2 separate regions of the Hordeum vulgare genome follow, and region 2 is linked to region 1. The links are chromatin contacts, called in public Hi-C maps. All regions are on one chromosome and are shown on one strand. Each heading gives the region's core, a stretch centred on a gene start, on an enhancer-like site or on the middle of the called end of the contact. The rest is flanking DNA. Distances are from core to core; before and after follow the strand shown. Region 1 holds the start of LOC123396104 (HMG-Y-related protein A-like). Region 2 holds the start of LOC123396129 (putative 1-phosphatidylinositol-3-phosphate 5-kinase FAB1C).

Region 1 (4,062 bases), core at 627-3,126:
ATGTATAATAATTGAGAGGGTGCTTGGATACGTTTTAGTCCAATGACTAAAAGTAGCGTGACTAAAACTTGCGAGCCTTACCCATGCTTGGATTCAAATACTAAAGAGACTAAAATTAAGTTAATAAGCATTTATTATCCTCCAAACCCTCCAATCCAGAACTCGCATGTGTTAAAGGAGAGGAGTTAAATGAGGAGAGAGAGGACTAATCCATATTTTAGTAGGGGTACCCGTGACTAAAAGATTTTAGTCTCAAGACTAGTTTTAGCCTCTCTTTAGTCATGGGTGCTTGAAACTTTAGCCTCTTAAAGAGACTATTTTTAGTCCCTTGGATCCAAGCACCCTCTGATTAGAAGTGTACTACATTTTTATTGTATGACCCATCTTTCATTCTTACAAAGTGCCTAGGAGCACGTGCTATAACTAACTCTTAACCAAGGCTAGTTGTAATGGCAGTATAAGATCAAGTATAATAAGGTACAACCAGCAGACTGTAAGGACTCTTAACTAAGGCTAGTTGTAATGGCAGTATAAGATCAAGTATAATAAGGCACAACCAGCAGGCTGTAAGGATTAAAATACTATATTTTTGCTGAGTTGGATGAGAGAGAAGAGGAGAGAGAAGGGAACGGGCTCTTCGTGAAGAGCTAGCTCTAGCACGTGCTCCTAGATGCTTTGTGAGAATAAAAGGTGGACCATATATAATAAAAGTAGTACTCTTTTACAGCTAACTATTGTACAAGCTAGCTATAAGATGGACTACAAGATGGCTTATAGCCACCAGTTGACTATACTATTAACCATGCTCTAAGAGCATGGTTAATAATATAGCCAACAATCGGCTATAAGGAGTTGACATGTCATACAGAGTCAACCTAATAACTGGCATATACAATAGTAAGTTTTAGACGTGTACTACTTTAGTAATAGTTGGCCCACCTTACAATCTCACAAAGTGTCTTGGGTCTCGTGTTGCAGCTGGCTACTCACGAAGAGCCCGCTTCTCTTCTCTCTCCTCTCCTCTCTCTTCCAATTAAGCAAGAATATATATTATTTTAATTCTTATAGCCTGCTTATGTCACCTTATTGTACTTGCTCTAAGAGCAAAGACAATAATAGAGCCGGCTGCCGGCTGTAAGCTTATGCCATGTCACATATAGCTCATCTTACAACTAACATGTACAATAGTTGGTTAGAAGAGTGTACTACTTATTTATTATATGGCCCGCCTTTCATTCTTACAAAATATATGTCATTATACTCCACCAACATATATTTTGATATAGATGAAGTAATTTATTTTTTATAGCTAGCTCACTCAAACACTACTGTATTTGTTTTAAGCGGTATACAAATGCAAAGACGTGGATCAGGCCCACCCAGACCGGAGCACGACAAAGGGGCCGATTTTTTATAAATAAATATTTATATGGGCAGCGCGCTCGTGGCGGGGCAGGACAGTCAATTCCCCCCGACCCAAAACGCGAGGCCGCTCCCGCTCCCGCTCCCCGCGCAGGAGACGACAAGTCCAGCAAAAGCGTTTCCCCCGCCCCGCGCCACGTCACCGATCCGCGTGCAGGCACCCGTTGCTTCTTCCTTGTCCACCCTCCGATCCCCCGCCTCGCCATCCCCGCCGTCCGTGCACGTCACGCTCGGGTCTCCGTCCCCCGCACATCGATAAAGGCATTCAAAATAGGAAAGCTACATTTATATCGGCCGAAACTGCAGGATTCCTCTGACACGCCCGTGGTGCCCCCACCGCCAGGTGGTCCCGTCCAAGGATACCGCCCCACGCGGCCCACACGTCGGTGACCACGCGCGGAAACCCTAGGTCATACGCCGTCTGCCTCTGGTACACGCGGCGCAGCTCGCCCATTTCTTATCTACTGCCCCCGCCGTCCTCCCATCCTCCCCCGATCCAAATCCGAAAATTCCCCCCTCCCCGCTGCCCGCGCCCGCACTCTAGCTCTAGAGCTCGGCTCCACCGCCGTGGGCTCTAGCCGCCGTCGCTGCCATGGCGACCGAAGGGTCTCCCAAGTCCGGTGACATCCCGCCCTACCCCGAGGTGAGTTTCGCCCAGTTTTGATGCCCTGCTCCCGTGCTTTCCGCCGCCGTAGATTCGTCGCCGGCGTATTGTTTCCTTGTTTGGTAGATCCTTCCATTTGCCGGCCGCGGCCTGAGCGCCCCTGCTTCTCCTGGCAGATGATTCTCGCGGCTATCGAGGCGCTGGGCGACACTAACGGCTCCAATAAGTCGGCCATTTCCAGCTACATCGAGGAGAAGTACGAGGGCCTCCCTTCCGCGCACGCCTCCCTCCTCACGGCCAACCTAGCCAGCATGAAGGAGGCCGGCAAGCTCGCCTTCGTCAAGAACAACTACCTCAAGGCCGACGCGGTCTCCGCCACCCCGGCCAAGCGCGGCCGCGGCCGCCCGCCCAAGGACCCCAACGCGCCGCCCAAGCCCAAGCCGGATCCCAACACGCCCAAGCGCGGCCGGGGGCGCCCGCCCAAGGACCCCATGTCCGTCGCCGTCAAGGAGGCCGTCGCCAAGGCCACCACCGGCATGCCCAAGGGCCGCGGCCGCCCGCCGGGCCCCTCCGCGGCCAAGAAGGCCAAGGTAACCAAGGAGGCTGAGTCTCCGGCGGCCGCGTCTGGCTCCGCTCCTGCCAAGCGCGGCCGTGGGCGCCCACGCAAGGTGGCGGCTTGAGGCCTGCATGCTGTTGCCTTTCGGTCCGTGTATCTCGCCGTGGTTCCGACGGTGGTAAGCTCCTAGGTGTGACGGTGCTTGTTCGATTCGTGCTTCGTACTAATTGTTGTCTCGGCTTAGTTGCTCAGTATGCTGTAACCTGATCCAGATGAGTGTGCACAATGGATGGATGTATGGATGTTTTTAGCTTCGGTCGTAATAGTTGACTCTGCTGCTGAGAGTGAAGATGTTCATTTTTTTATCGCCATCTCTGTTGCTTCCGCATTATGATGAAGATGTTTGTCCTGTTCTTGTGTACTAGGTCACTGTCCCCTTGACTTGTTCTTGATTGTGGGCTGCCGCTTGAATTGTCACTTAGTGTTGAATTGTGGTTCAGCATGTCGTCGAAAGTTTGATTGTAGTGGTTGGGCGTTGATGTTTACTACTCTGTTCTGTTTAGTAAGATGATCTATAGTTCTCTTCTAGGTATATATGCATCATAGCACATTTTTATTTACAGAACATATTTATAGCTGCATCCTACAGTGGTACATACTAGCAATGTAGCTAGTTTGAATTTTGGTTTAGCCGGAGATAAAAAAATGTACTCCCTCTGTCCCAAAATAACTGTCTCAAAGTTTTACTAAGAGTAAGACACTTATTTTGGGACGGAGAGAGTACTGGCTAGTGTTCTGCTCTTATATAAGAGTGTTAGTTTATAGTATAAAGACTCACTATTAGGTATACATGCTTGAGGCTTAGCATTGTAGCAATTGGAATGAATTGATAATCTACTTTGCCTAAATAGCGTAATTGTTCACCATGTTTAGTAGTACTTACTTGGGATTGGGCTGATCGTCGCAAGTTAATCTGGTTACAAGTTTGCATATAGCTGTCAATAGATGCACCTGGTGGTGAAATGTTGCAGTTGATTGTACTCCCTCCGTCCCAAAGTTCTCGTCTTAGGTTTGTATATAGAAATAGATGTATTGAAATACTAAAATGTGACTAGATATATTCATACCTAACAAATCCAAGACAATAATTTTGATACAGCGGGAGTACTTCTCATGTTGCACTTTGTTTTGATGGCGACCTAGCTTGTATTTTCTTGTTTACTTGCTTGCATAGTGTTTCCGTGCTGTCAATGATATTGGCATGCGCTGTTCCCCTCGTTTTCCAGTAACTAGGCGCGCGTCTTTCGAGACGGGCCCTCTTTTGCCCTCCATTTTCGCCAAGAGCTTGATCTTTTGTTATGAATGGTTCTGGGGTGTCTCCTTCCGTGCTTCCATTGTTGATGCTTGGCGATCGGTTAGCTGCTTTGACATGACAAGCAGTTAACCTTAGCTGGGTGGACACCCCTCGCTCTCGCGGGCG
Region 2 (4,062 bases), core at 417-2,916, 460 kb before region 1:
GTTTATATCATTTGTGTGCTCATTTTATTTGGAGTATGTTGTGGTGCACTTATTGAGCCTAGTATATTTAGAATTTCTATTTGAAAAATATTTGCTTAGTTTATTTAGGTGTTAGAATAAAGCCAAATCCATATAAGTTTTTAAACGCGTGTTCACCCCTCCCCTCTAGACGACATCATGGTCCTTTAAATTTTATGCATCTCTAGCCTATATATATATAGTTTTATTTTTCTATTTATATATGTTTAATTGCCTACGAAAATATTTTTTGGTTGCATAGTGTTACTATCTACACTCCAAAATGTACGATTTTTACATTAAACTATGACCAAATCTTCTTTATATTTGACAACTAATTAACATGCTAGGAAAACACCGTACCATTAGAATCTTCATATTTTTTTTGAATTTAAACATCTTTTAACTAGTATATATTTTTTAAACAACGACCAATGTAGCATCTCAAATATTGCGCTCCTTTAGAGAAAAAGTATGCAACTTCGCACTGAATGAGTATTTAATGTTATCACATAATATTAAAATATCATTATATTATATTATGTATACTTCCTCGACTATGTGCATCGAGTGCATTTTTTGAGGGTATGTGCGTCCAGTGCATTGATAACAAATATATAAGCAAATAAAGTACCCTACATCAAAGATCTACATAGTCCGCCATTAATTATGTCCCATTATTAAGACATAGATAAAAAGAATCAATGCATTTCACTTTCCTTAGACCAGGCATGCTTTTACAATTATGTACTCTGTTCGTTTCAGAATATAAGGTGTACTATTTTTCGTGCAAGTCAACCATTTAAATGTTTGGCCAAGATTATAAAATAAACTAACGATATATGCAATACCGAATAGATAAAATATGAAATTACTTGTCATGATGGTTCAAATGATATGAACTTTATATTATGGGTGTTGGTATATGCTCCTACAAACTTGGTCAAACATGATCTTGTTTGACTTAAAAAATACACCTTATATAAATAAACGGAGGGAGTAGTTAGTAACATGCAATGACAAGTGTAATAGATAAGGGTATGTTTACCGAGGGATATATTTTCGTTGCGGTTAATAATCAACATCTAGTCTCCCCATCCCTTTCTATAAAAAATATTCTCTTCATATTTGTCAGGAATTACAAGGCATATTTTGTTTTATGAGATATTTTCATTATCTTTCCCAAGCTTTCTCCTTCAAAACTAAACTTAGTGATACAAGTATATTTAAATCCTACCATTATATGCCATTGATAATGGCCCATTATCAACAATGATACATATAATTTTTCATTTCATTCTATTTTAAATATCGTCCACTTACACGTGTTCGCGTGTAGAACACACGCGTCACCATGCCATCACATGTGTTGCATATACACTTCACACTCGTGCGCTGCGAAAACAATGGTAAGACCTAGTTTCCGCACGTTCGCGGTCTGTTTTTAAAGTGGACAGTGAATTATTTTAGGTTATTAATAATCAGCAAAAAATAATCAAGAAAAGATGGACATCATTAAGTGCCACAGATAAGATTACATCGACATCCATTGCATATTTCCTTGCATTATTGCATATTTCCTTGCATTGATAATCATCCGTCCTATAATAGGTACCCCCGCCATATATCCACCGTACTCCACAATTCCACAAGGCGAAACCGGAAGGAGGAAACGGGATTTCGACAGCGCACGCCGCTTCCCCTCGCCGTTAGCGTCCCCATTTTACGGTGTCACATTCCTACTACTAGTATTCACTCTCAAATCTCCCTCCCAATCTCCATATCCGTATAATAAGCACCGCCGCTTCGCCGCCGCCGCCCGCCTTCCCCTGCCCTCTCCCTCCCCTCCAAGCTCTCGCCAACGCACGCGTTCCCACCCCTCCAAAGCTCCCAAATCTGCAGCCAAGCCGCGCTTCTCCGGCCCCGATCCTCTCGCCGCTGCCCGCCGCTCCCGCATTGGCTGAATCCCCGCTCCACCGCCTCCTCGCCGGAGCCCCGCTCCATCGCGTCCTCGCCGGAGCACGGCTCCATCTCCCAGCGCCCCCGCCCCCCAGGGCCTGGGCACGCCAGTTAGTTCCGCGCGCGTTGGTGGGGGTGGACGGTGGCTTTGGGAGGAAGGAATCTTCCGCGCGTCCGCGTCGCGTAGGTTCGGCGCGCCCCGTTGTTTCTTGCTCCATTTTTCTGGCAGTTTTTTTTAGTCGGTTGGTTTGAGCGTAGCGTGGTGGTCTGGTAGGGATGGGCGTGCTGGATTTCGCGGCGATGGGCGCACCGGAGAAGGCCAGATCCCTCGTCGCCGACTACCCGCAGCGCCACATGCACAAGGGCGGCGCCGATGGTGACGCCCTCGCGCGCATAGAGACGCGACGCCGCCGATCGGTGGGGCATGGCGGCGGCCCGCCCGGGCGGCCAAACAGCCCGGCGTCGCCTGCCGAGCCGCCCACGACGCCGCTGCGGGCGCCCGAGGCGAGATCCAGGAGCAAAAGCGACGTGGCGCCGGGCTCCCCTCCTCCAGACCGCGATATTAGGTAACGAAAATCTCTGTCTCTATCTATAGTGCAAAACTAATTGGTTCCTAACACTAAACTATAGTAGTACTCCAAATGATATGGAAGTGAACTAGTAAATCATTTATTATTTACTTCCGTTGCCTGCTAATAAGTGTAAAATGTCTGGTCAATTACTTAGAATGGCTTTAATTATCGCCCCTCTTTCTTTGGAAGTAGTGGTTGATGTTGATGGATGCTGATGGCTTGAGGAGTAGAGGTTGGTTGTCTAGCTCTGGCCACTGTTGACGAGTTCTGAATGATTGTTGATGCAGGCAAGCGGACGACGAGGAGGCTCATGAACCCAGGGTCCAATTTTTAGCCCCTGGGACTTACTTCTTAAATGACTTTTCAGATACAGATTCTAGTGTTAGTGTTAGTAACTCAACATACAGATCGATGACCCCAAGCCCCACAGAGAGTCCTACTTGTGCCGCGAGGCAGAATGATGCTTCTGATAATGGTGCAATTGCAGCGATCGACTCAGATGATCCTCATGACCTGGCTGATGTTAGCATCGCTGAGAACAGCAGACCAAGCCATGGGCCATCCTCTATCTTCGACTTTGGTGATAATATTTGGTGCCCACCACCGCCTGAAGATGAGATTGATGATGCTGAATCGAGGTTATTTGGATTCGATGACGATGATGATGAAATTGGGGACTCCAACGACACTTTTGCCCCAAACTGTTTCAGTGCTAAGACTAATAGAGTAACTGCTGCCAGTGATATCAATTGTGAGTCCCACCAAGAGAGTGTTCAGAAGGATCTATTTAGGCATTTTCAAGCTCTAGTTGCACAGTTACTGAAGGCCGAAGGTGTTGTGTTGGCCAGTGAGAAGGATTCCAAAATCTGGCTAGATATTGTGTCCTCGTTAGCCTGGCAAGCCGCTTACTTTGTGAAACCTGACACCAAGAAAGGCGGCAGCATGGATCCTAGTGATTATGTGAAGATCAAGTGCATAGCATCTGGGAACCCAACTGATAGGTATGTGCTCGCTTCTGATGTTTCTACGCCTTGCATGCTTGTACTGTTCATAATTTGATACTGATTGATAGCCTGTTGATTGCAGCAATTTTGTAAGAGGGATTGTTTGCTCCAAAAATGTAAAACACAAACGGATGGTTTCCGAGTACAGTAATGCCAAATTGCTCATTTTAGGAGGTGCACTTGAGTACCAGAAAGCTTCTAATAAGTTAGCATCAATTGGGACTATACTCGAACAGGTTTGTATCTGTGCATGTTTTTGAAATTTAAGTATGATGTTTACATGCTGACAGATGTTCTATCTGTAGGAAAAGGAATATCTACGAACTGTTGTTGGAAAGATTGAGTCTAGGAAACCTAATGTGCTGATAGTTGAGAAGAGCGTCTCATCTTATGCCCAGGAGCTCTTAGCGAAAGATATCTCATTAGTTCTGAATGTAAAGAGGACACTTTTGGAGAGAATATCAAAATGCACAGGCGGTCAGATTGCCTCATCAATTGATAACATTGCT

The links. Hi-C and Micro-C count contacts between places; a contact is called where the count stands out from the background.
Region 2: a contact with region 1 is called in a Hi-C map of leaf, with 2.4 times the contacts expected there. The contact joins the promoter of LOC123396129 here to the promoter of LOC123396104 in region 1. A contact is called at or near these places in 2 of 6 Hi-C or Micro-C datasets (both in leaf) and 1 of 1 datasets of contacts at active chromatin or transcription factors (embryo).

Annotation. Positions count from the first base shown.
Region 1 is chr5H:424,776,649-424,780,710 of MorexV3_pseudomolecules_assembly, reverse strand. It overlaps LOC123396104 (HMG-Y-related protein A-like), which reads left to right and starts at 1,876. Exons shown (of 2, transcript XM_045091148.1): 1 at 1,876-2,065; 2 at 2,203-2,945. The coding sequence starts at 2,015. The coding sequence ends at 2,706. It also overlaps the pseudogene LOC123396816.
Region 2 is chr5H:425,233,984-425,238,045 of MorexV3_pseudomolecules_assembly, reverse strand. It overlaps LOC123396129 (putative 1-phosphatidylinositol-3-phosphate 5-kinase FAB1C), which reads left to right and starts at 1,666. Exons shown (of 12, transcript XM_045091179.1): 1 at 1,666-2,160; 2 at 2,252-2,543; 3 at 2,837-3,550; 4 at 3,636-3,789; 5 at 3,859-4,062. The coding sequence starts at 2,254.